Linked DNA regions of Mus musculus: all the other regions are linked to region 3. The links are chromatin contacts, called in public ChIA-PET and HiChIP or PLAC-seq maps. All regions are on one chromosome and are shown on one strand. The core of a region is the stretch at or near the end of the contact, and the rest is flanking DNA. Distances in the headings are between cores, read along the strand shown.

Region 1 (2,895 bases), core at 201-2,700, 240 kb after region 3:
AAAAGGTAGGAACATTGTTTCAGGTGTTTCTGTTAGAGGAAAAAACCATTTAAATAATCATGAAAAATTTGGGTTAAGAGGCATGGACATTGTTTCAGGTGTTCCTGCTAGGGAGAAGAACAAGCATTTAAACAACGAAACATGAGAATTTTTGGGTTAAGGTTTTCAGGTGTGCATTTTTTTTTTCGAATTCTCAGCAACAAGACCTCATCCATTGTGTTTGCTTCCTGGGCTCTTTTCACCTAAGTGGAGGGGTTGGAGCCTGCTCTGCCATGCTAAGGCTGTTGGCCATTTGTCCTAGAAGGCAGGCCCCCCTCCCCTCGGCCCCTAGTGGTTTTTCTTGGTATTTTTAGAAGGCAGGGTGTTGTTTTTTGTAAACCCTAAAAGTAGAGCCGGAAGAGAAGCATAGGGACTTGGTGGCACTTTGTAGGGAGAGCCTAGGTGGGGGGTTGGGATCGGAGTTTTTGTTACTTGTCCATTTGGAGTGTCTTGTCTTTAGAGTGGGAAGGCCTGAGTCTTGTGGGCTAGTGCCAGGGGTTACTCACCATCTTTGCTTAATCGGGAGTTATGATGTGGGTCTGTGTGGGTTGCCAGCTATGGTAAGCGTTAGCTGGGTTTGCCTTTGCTTGGCGCCAGATGTGGTTTTGTGTTGTCTTGCTGCTGTGGTGTGTGAACTCCGCTTGGGCAGAGGGAACTCAGGGAGCTAGTCTGCATTTCACCCTACACTGACATCAGGTGTTGGACTTGCAGGAAGTGCCAGTGCACTGCTCAGGGGTGGGAGAACACAGCCTACATTGGGGACCCCTAGCCTGGGTGAGAAACTATGTAGGCTGAGGCCAAAGCTGATGTTTCTTAACTCCTGGACACCCAGACGCTGCTTGGAAGTTCAAGGAATCGGGAAAGGGGGTGCAGGCTGGTGAAGAGGAGTCCTGGTGGGGATGGGGTTGTGGGGGGACTCCAGCTTTGCTTCGTGGAGAGTGTCTGGGAGCGCAGAGGGGCCTTCTGCAGGATACTTAAGCAATGTTGTGATTGTAAAAAGATAAAGCGCAATTAAGATATGTTCTAAGATGATGTGGTGAGGTATGGGGGAAGGGAATGTCTCTGTGGGTCCATGCCTAGGCATCTCTTCCCCTGAGGAACCAGCCACAAGACTGTATAGTATAGAATAGAGTTTATTTAGGGCATGGGGAGGGGAGTTAAGAGAGTAGTAGGGGCAGAGAAAGGCAGAGAGAAGGAGAGAGTCGAGAAGTAGAGGCTGGCCATGACTATGTGGAGAGAGGGGGGATTAGGGTGGGGAGAGTGGGGGAGCAAGGGGCAAGAGAGTAAGAGAACAAGAGAGTAAGAGAGGAGAAGGGGCAAGCAGCCCCTTTTATAGTGGGCCAGGCCTACCTGGTTGTTGCTAACTGTGGGGCGGAGCAAACCTGGCTGTTGCCAGTTAACTGTTGGGGAGGAGTCCAGACAGAGTGCCTAAGTGGCTCTATATGGTGAAGGCTTTCCCCCACGTCGGTTCTTGATGAGAGAGACAGTCCTTGGTTCCAAACTGTTTATTGATTGTTCATTGTGTAGAATACAGTTTCATTAGGGTGGACCAGAGATTAAATACCTTTTGAGGAAGGAATGTTCAGGAAGGGAGGCTTTTGGCTAAACCCTCAGGGCCCATCTAGATACCTCATTAGCATGGAGAACTCTTGTGTTCTGTGCTATGTGACCAGTTGCCAGTTCTTTATGTGAGGAGTCATGGTCACATGTTCCAGGCCAGGAATCTTGAGTAGGTTTTTCTGTAGTAGATGAAACACCTACTGTCCTCAGGTGGGTGCCGGGGTTTCTGAATCCAGTCGACCTTACCAAGTTTTCTGTCACGGTCCCCTCCCCTACATTGACCCTTTCAGTTCCTAGTGGTGTCCAGTTTCATCCCTCTTCGTGCACATGGCAGATTTCATGCTTCTCCATGGTGAAATGGCATTGTCTTTAGAGTGACATTACCTTTCTTTATGTGTTTACTAGTTAGGTTATTTCTGTGTATTGGTGATTGTACATAGTGATATAAGGAATGAGAGCGCAGAGCACTGGCTTTGTTTTCCTTGTGTACATGCTCAGTAGTGTGGCTGCTGGATCACGTGTTTTAAGACCTGTGTCACTACATTCTCTTATTCTCTACTTCATGCTCTTTATAAACAGATAGCACGGAGGAGTGTGTGGCAGTGACTCATGATTTGGGTACTTTGTAGAATACTTTCATTTGTTTGGTTTGGTTTTTGTGTTTCCTCTTTAAGGGCCTCTAGTTGTTTACCTGTGCTCTTCTGTATTTCTTTACTGGAGTTATTTATGTCCTTCTTAAAGCCCTCTATTATCATCATGAGAAGTGATTTTAGATCTGAATCTTGCTTTTCTGGTGTGTTGGGGTATCCAGGACTTGCTATGGTGGGAGAATTGGGTTCTGATGACGCCAAGTACCCTTGCTTTCTGTTGCTTATGTTCTTACGCTTGCCTCCCGACATCTGGTTATCTCTAGTATATCCTGGCCTTGTTGCAACTTCAGAGCTTGCCTAAGTTCCTTCAGTACTCAGCACCGAGGTCAAAACACAACACACCAAGTCACTTAAACTTGCTCAAGTGGATCTGATGATAGACTCTTTTGTGAATATTTATAAATGGATATCCTTAAGAAACATCTCTCACTTCATGCCAGAATTAATAAAATTATTGTTTGCATTTTATTTAATAGTTTCCTAACACTATTATACGTTAGAGAGACTTTGGTTTGATTCTCTTTTGCATTTATTCCCAAGGTAATTGAGTAAATCACATAAGCTTTAGTTTTCTGGTCTAATTCCCGAGTAATTACCTGAAAGACTATAAATATTCAGTAAGTATAAATGAGAAGTAAAACCACTT
Region 2 (3,189 bases), core at 550-3,049, 160 kb before region 3:
CATTATATAATTGTATATCAATTAATTGTTAATTTTCCATGTTTAGTATGTATTTAACTTATAGTAGTCATCCTAAGGACAAAAGCTGAACTGAGCTCTGTAACAGAAGTAAAGAATGTGTGAAACCAATAAAGTAGCATTCAAAAGTTGTGTATTTCTCAGATTTTCAATTGCCATAACTACAAACACTTAAAAAATAGCCAAGAAAATTACATGACAGCAACACTTACATATTTATAGTTCTAGCCATATGGGAATCATAGTATCTGGCATTGACTGAACACTTAATTGTGCCTAATTTATTTATCACACATAAAAATAAGAAAACTATTACTGTTCTCATTTTACACAAAGGCTTGGAGTAATACAGATTTGGCAAAATGGATAAGGAAGAGGCAAAATCTAAACCATATTTTTCCTTATTAGAAGGGCTAAATGAAGCTTAAGATATGGGTCACTGGGTAAAAGGGTCAGCTATAAAACTTGAGAATCAGACACCCAAATAATGCACTGCGCTGTGGCCGCAGGTCCATACTAATATTGTAGGTTTGGGTGAAGGGAGAACCTATGAAACGTTCTGGGTTCAACCCTACCTTCAGGTTCAGTGAGAAATCCTATTTCAAAGGAATAGAGTAGACAGTGAAATACTACAGTATTCAATATTCTCTTCTGAACCCCACAAAAAAGCACATATACATACACACATAGGATGTCAAGCTCTTCCATATAGTCAACACTGCTGGGCTTTGCAAGATGTTATAATTAGTACATAATTTACCTTAATCCATTTTCATAAAAAAGGTACATAAAACTAGCACCCTCCAATGTTTCTCTCAAACTTTAAAGATTTTCAGTCTATAACAATTCATTTAAAAGTGTAAGAATCGTACAAGGTGTGCCTTGTAAGTGATCACAGCTGTCCTAATGAAGATAATGCCTGTTGCAGGCAAAAATAGAGTTCTACAGAGATCATTCATTGGAAACAGCTCCTGCTTGGGATATATATGGGGACTGAGGTTCAACCCTCAATACTAGTAATAGTAGGGGGCGAAAATCACCTAAGAAATAACTCAAGAATATTTCCCAAAAAAGTAGAACAGATAGGTAAGTCCTTTAAATAAAAATGAATATGTATTTATTCCAGCTAGTGTTCGTGTTATAAAAGAAGCTCTGCAAAAAACCTTCTGAGTTAACACCAAAACAAAGACAGCACTAGACACGTAATAAAAATGACGCAATATGCAAAGGCAACAAAAATGACATCGACCATCTTAAACAGGTCTGATAAGTGAGCAAGAAGGAAACTAAGCAATGTGAAATTCTAAAGAAAAACAAATATCAATCTAAAAATCTATACCCAGCCAAATTATCAGTCACATATAATTATATTCTGGTTACTTTTTAACTGTCGACTTAGCATGAGGCAGAATCACCTAAGAAGAGAGTCATAATGAGCAATTATCTAGAACAGGTTGGCTTGTGGGAGTATCTGGAAATAGGGAAAGGAAGATCCAGGACTCTGTGGGTAGCTCCATTCCCAGCTGGTGGCCTAGACTATATAAGAGTAAAAAAAGTTAGCTGAACACAAGCAACAAAGAAAGGCTGCAGGCACAATGCTTTCAAGTTCCTGCCTTGAATAAACTATTATCTGGAACTGTAATCCATATGCAAACCTTTCTTCTCTAAAGGTGGTGCTTTTAGGAGAAGGGATGGCCTTTCAGGGTGTTTTACCACAGCAACAGAAATGAAGCTAGGACAAAAGGTAAAAGAAAGAAACCAAGATTTCTTTAGGCAAGCAGATGACTTCCTGTGCTAGAATGCTGAATGTAGAATGTCAAACCGCAAGAGCGCAGAGTGGGTCAAGAAAGGAAACACTCATCTGAGAAACAGAGTGCAAGAAAAGAAAAAACAAAAACAAAAACAAAACAAAAAGGAATTTCAAGAAATCTTCAGTTAGGACTGGAGACTAAACAGACATTGAATGAGGAAAGAACACTAAAAGAATCATTACAAAATTAAAGCATACATTTAGAATTTCTATGTTTTTCAAAATATGTACAGGAAATACTAAAGAATCAAGAATAAAACTAGTCACACAAATTCTATTAAAGTTTTAAAAAAGAAAAATCTCAAGATATGTATTTCTATCATGTAACACTATATAGTCTTAATATGCTTACACTGGATAAAGAGTTACTAAGGAGAAAGGAAGAACAGATAGTATTGGCCCTAAAAAATAGATCCTGAGTAGCAAGGACAATAATATCGTACTACTTGTGAGACAGGGAGTTGGGAGACAGACAGAGACAGAGAGAACATAAAAGATCCAAATGAGTTGATCTGCATGCAGTGGGGAGATGACCTTAGGTTACTCAGGTAAAGCCAATATGATGGGACAAATCCTTAAGAGACAAAAGGGAAACATAAAGGAAGAGAAAAGGAGACATGAAGTCAGAAGCACTGGCAAAAAAGCATGATACTGATGCTCTGAAGCCAGGGAAGGTGACCACAAACCAAGAACAGCTCATGCTTCTGGAAGCTGGAACAGACAAAGACGGGCTGCCCCTGAAGAAACCAGATAGCTAAACTATCGACACCTGATTTTATCTGAAATTCTTTGCACTCCCATTTATATACAATTGTAAGAACAAAAAATGTGATGTAGGGATGTAGAAATGGTACAGCAGTACTGTTTCTGGCTAAGGAACCAAGTTTGGTTTCTAACACCCACATCAGGCAGCATACAACCACCTATAATTCCAGCTCCAAGGGATCCAATGCCTCTGGTCTTCTTAGGCACCTACGCACATGTGCATATATATACCCCTACATATAATTTTTAAAAACATTATTTTTAAAGTTAGTTTGTGAAAACATGCTCTTTTCATTAAAGTTATATTAGAGAAGCAATACAGAATTAAAATTCTTATATCCAATATTAAAACTTATATAGATAAGGGGGCTGGAGAGATGGCTCAGCACTTAAGAGAACTGGCTGCTGTTTCAGAGGACCTGGGATTAATTTCCAACATGCACATGGCAGCTCACAACCATCTACAACTCAAATTCTAGGGCATCTGAGAGTCCCTGTGACATCTGAGAGCACCAGGAACATACATGGTACACAGACATATATGCAAGCAAAAACACCTATACTATACACACACACACATACACAGACATTGTTTT
Region 3 (3,185 bases), core at 159-2,658:
TGAGGATCCATGAGTGATGTCATTTCTCCTGGTAAAAGGAACAGAACTTTACATGTGCGTGCTCTTGCTGTTTTTCACACTCGCCCACTGACCCAAAAGAAGAACAAGCATGTAATGTTTCCCCGTTTCATATGACATTGTAAGAGTGTGCATATTTGGCAGTGCTTGAGAACTGAGTAAACAAGCTGAAATTTCTATCGGCTGAAAAAATGTTGGGGAATCCTAACAGAATAAGCCCTTACGAGGCAAAAAGCCTTGTATTTGTTTGTTTGTTTGTTTGTTTGTTTTCTATAAAATGAAGTCTCTAACTACACAGTAGGCAAAACACGCTAACAGGAAATTTATTATCATTCAAAACATACTAGACAGGCTATGTCTATCAAGACGAAGATGTTCCGATGGCAGCTGTACTGCTTACCTGTTCCAGAACGTCCAACTTTAACTCGAGTTTGCTGAGAACCACGTCCCCACCCCATAGTGAAAGCTGGAGATCTGAAGGTTTTAAGTTCTTGATATAGCGATTCACATAACTCATTAAAATTGGAGTTACGTACGACTCCAGCATCTTCAAATTTAAGCGTCGAAGTCAGATCCTGAAAAGGGTAAAGACGGAAATTTTGTAAGTAACTGAATCGACAGGCAGCAACTGGAAATGCACTTCTCAGGAAGCTTGGCAAGGCCGCTCTCCCGGATCGCCCGCCCGCCCTCCGGGTCCGGGCGCGAGCTCCCCGCTAACTGAGCGCCTCACCTGACGAGGAGTAGGCAGAGAGGCTGGAGGCGGCCGGCCCCCGGGCGTGGGAGGACAGCACGTCCTGCTTCACTCCTACCCTAGCGCAGCCCAGCCAGAGGCGGTCGACTCCCGGAACGCAGGCGGATCTCCGGCCATAGGACCGAGCTGGCGTCAGGCCCGCTGCTGCCGCCGCCGCCGCACCCGCTCCAAGGTAAACACGCCACAGAGCGGCGGCGTGCGCTCTTCCTCCGGGTACCTGGCGTCCGCCGCGGAAACGCCTCACGCGTTCCGCGCCACTTCCGGGTGTGCGGGCTTCGCCGTCCGTCAGGTTTCCGCGGTGGGGACAAGGACCCCGCGCGTCTGCCTGCCTGGGACGACTCCGGCTTGGCTAGGCCGGGATCCCCGCTGCCACCGCTCTGGGTTAGGAATTAACTCTACGAAGAGCTCGGTGCGGGATGCGGACCGGTAAAGTGGAAGCACCGGCGATCCGGAAGTGGCGCTGCAGGGACACGGCGATGGCCGGGACGTGACCCAATACTGCCCAAGAGGCTTAGTAGTCGGAGGCGGCAGGAACGCAGGGTGCCGTGGAGGCGGGAGAAGTAGCCTTCGTTCTTCAAGCCCAGAAAATTGAGAAACGGTTGTTTTCCGTGGCTACTGGAAGAACTGGAAAGAGGAACTGGGATTCGGTAGGGTGGAGGTCAAAGACAGGTGGGAGGAGCTAAGAAAGGCGGAAGATTTAAATTTACTGCTGAAGTTTTTTTGCAAGGCCGGGAAAGTGGACGTGGGTACACAGTTGAGATCAGGGGTGAACAGCTTAAAAGAGTGAGCTTAAACCATACTGTACATAATCTCGTTCTCAAAGCAGAGGTGAAATAGCCCCTAGTTAGTGTGCATAGGGTGCATGGAATGGAGAGGACTGGCCTACCGTCTAATATGGAGGTCCCCAAAAAGCTGAGAGAATGTGAAAATAAGAGTCCTGAGCCAAAAGTGAAATAAGTGGTAAGGACAGTGTGGATTATGTTACGATGAAATAGATGTATAGATGTTAGTAGTGGTAACTTGTGGGCTAACAGCAATAACTCAAACATCTACCTTAGAAGATAATAGACTGAGTGGATAGAAATAGCATGGGATATGCTGCCTTTTTTTTTTTTTTAAACCAGCCTCTCTTAATTTTAGGTAACTTTTGAAGAAAACATAGTGTCTTGAAAATAGTTTTCCTTTATAGGTTATTCAATGCCCACTCATAAAACTTTTGAAATTAAAAAAAAATACTATTTCTTGAGAGAATTGGAGATTGCTATAGAAAATGGTATTCGTGAGACTGCCAAAGTTCATTTTAATAGTGAAAATAATGAATTAGATTTCGCAGGCAGAAAAAACAGCAAGCAATTGCTAATTCACAGCAGCTGCTTCCTCAAAAGCCTTAATAAATGACCATGTAATGTGAATGTTATGAAAGCCTAATTAGCAAAATAAACATTTTTCTTGTTACCCAAAATACTTGAACAGCAACTAGGTTGAATCCATGGCTGAGAAGTTTTAATATTAAAATTCCCATAAATCTATACATGTGTGACAATCTAATAAAACACTATCAGGATGTTACTCAGATGCTTAAAATAATATATAGAGTGCTAAACATGAAGTTTTTCTTTTATATCCAGAAAAAAGGTGCCAAATCCCTAGCCTAAAAACATTATCTGGATACAATTTGTTTGTTTACTAAAAGTTAATCATTTTCAACCCATGAGTGTTGTTCTATAATCAAAGTAAGTTTAATTCATTTGTATTATTATTGTTTGTCAAATGAGTAGGCTTCTCCAAAGATCCTCTGTTCTCACATCTTTTTTAAGATTTATTTATTTATTATATGTAAGTACACTGTAGCTATCTTCAGACACCCCTGAAGAGGGCAGCAGGTCTCATTATGGATGGTTGTGAGCCACCATGTGGTTGCTGGGATTTGAACTCAGGACCTTCAGAAGAGCAGTCAATGCTCTTAACCACTGAGCCATCTCTCCAAACCTCTCACATCTTTTCTAAGGCAATATACATAAACACAATATATTTTTGAAGTCTCTTCTGAAAGACCATGAGGCAAATTGGGTAGACAGTAAATCTACAGAAGTAGGTCTCAATCTAGCTCAGAACAGGCTGCTTAGCAGAAACTTTCTCACCATTAAATATACTATTAGCTGTAGGATTTTTGTAGACCTATGTTAGCAAGTGGAGAAAGTTCTCTGTTTCAAGCTTGTGTGTGTGTGTGTGTGTGTGTGTGTGTGTGTGTGTGTGTTTCGTGAGTTAAGTGGATCACCTCCAAAGAAGAAATAGAATAAAACAGGAACAGAATTCAGAGTACTACAATCATATCTGCAATATTTTATCTTAAAATACTTGATGCTAGAATGGTGTTTCTCAGAAATTATTAATGTCCAGGGCCGGTGAGATAGCT

What was found. ChIA-PET counts read pairs in DNA pulled down with a chosen protein or histone mark. HiChIP or PLAC-seq counts read pairs in DNA pulled down with a chosen protein or histone mark.
Region 1: a contact with region 3 is called in an H3K4me3 HiChIP or PLAC-seq map of the SCID.adh cell line, with 11 read pairs. The contact joins the enhancer-like site here to the promoter of Vps13b in region 3. A contact is called at or near these places in 1 of 39 promoter capture datasets (HPC-7-derived erythroid cells) and 4 of 115 datasets of contacts at active chromatin or transcription factors (the SCID.adh cell line, bone marrow-derived macrophages and embryonic stem cells).
Region 2: a contact with region 3 is called in an RNA polymerase II ChIA-PET map of memory CD8 T cells, with 7 read pairs. The contact joins the enhancer-like site here to the promoter of Vps13b in region 3. A contact is called at or near these places in 13 of 39 promoter capture datasets (the 3T3-L1 cell line, 3T3-L1-derived adipocytes, the HPC-7 cell line and 9 more), 1 of 484 Hi-C or Micro-C datasets (embryonic fibroblasts), 10 of 115 datasets of contacts at active chromatin or transcription factors (the 230-238 cell line, the SCID.adh cell line, VIP interneurons and 5 more) and 3 of 9 other capture datasets (adipose tissue, liver and pancreatic islet).

Annotation. Positions count from the first base shown.
Region 1 is chr15:35,134,241-35,137,135 of GRCm38.p6, reverse strand. The region is part of intron 1 of Stk3 (serine/threonine kinase 3); the gene reads left to right. Among named protein-coding and RNA genes, the nearest start is that of Stk3, 20 kb to the left of the region's middle. Within about 2 kb of position 1,450, at least 14 of the 459 cell types and tissues checked have an H3K27ac peak or open chromatin away from gene starts, as enhancers often do. A contact at or near this core is called in the SCID.adh cell line, where this site is marked.
Region 2 is chr15:35,528,186-35,531,374 of GRCm38.p6, reverse strand. All of the region lies in intron 17 of Vps13b (vacuolar protein sorting 13B), which reads right to left. Among named protein-coding and RNA genes, the nearest start is that of Gm24771, 42 kb to the right of the region's middle. Within about 2 kb of position 1,799, at least 18 of the 459 cell types and tissues checked have an H3K27ac peak or open chromatin away from gene starts, as enhancers often do. A contact at or near this core is called in memory CD8 T cells, where this site is marked.
Region 3 is chr15:35,369,341-35,372,525 of GRCm38.p6, reverse strand. Vps13b (vacuolar protein sorting 13B) reads right to left here and starts at 1,408. Exons shown (of 62, transcript NM_177151.4): 1 at 749-1,408; 2 at 419-593. The coding sequence starts at 565. LOC115488525 (a long non-coding RNA gene) reads left to right here. Exons shown (of 2, transcript XR_003951638.1): 2 at 366-2,298.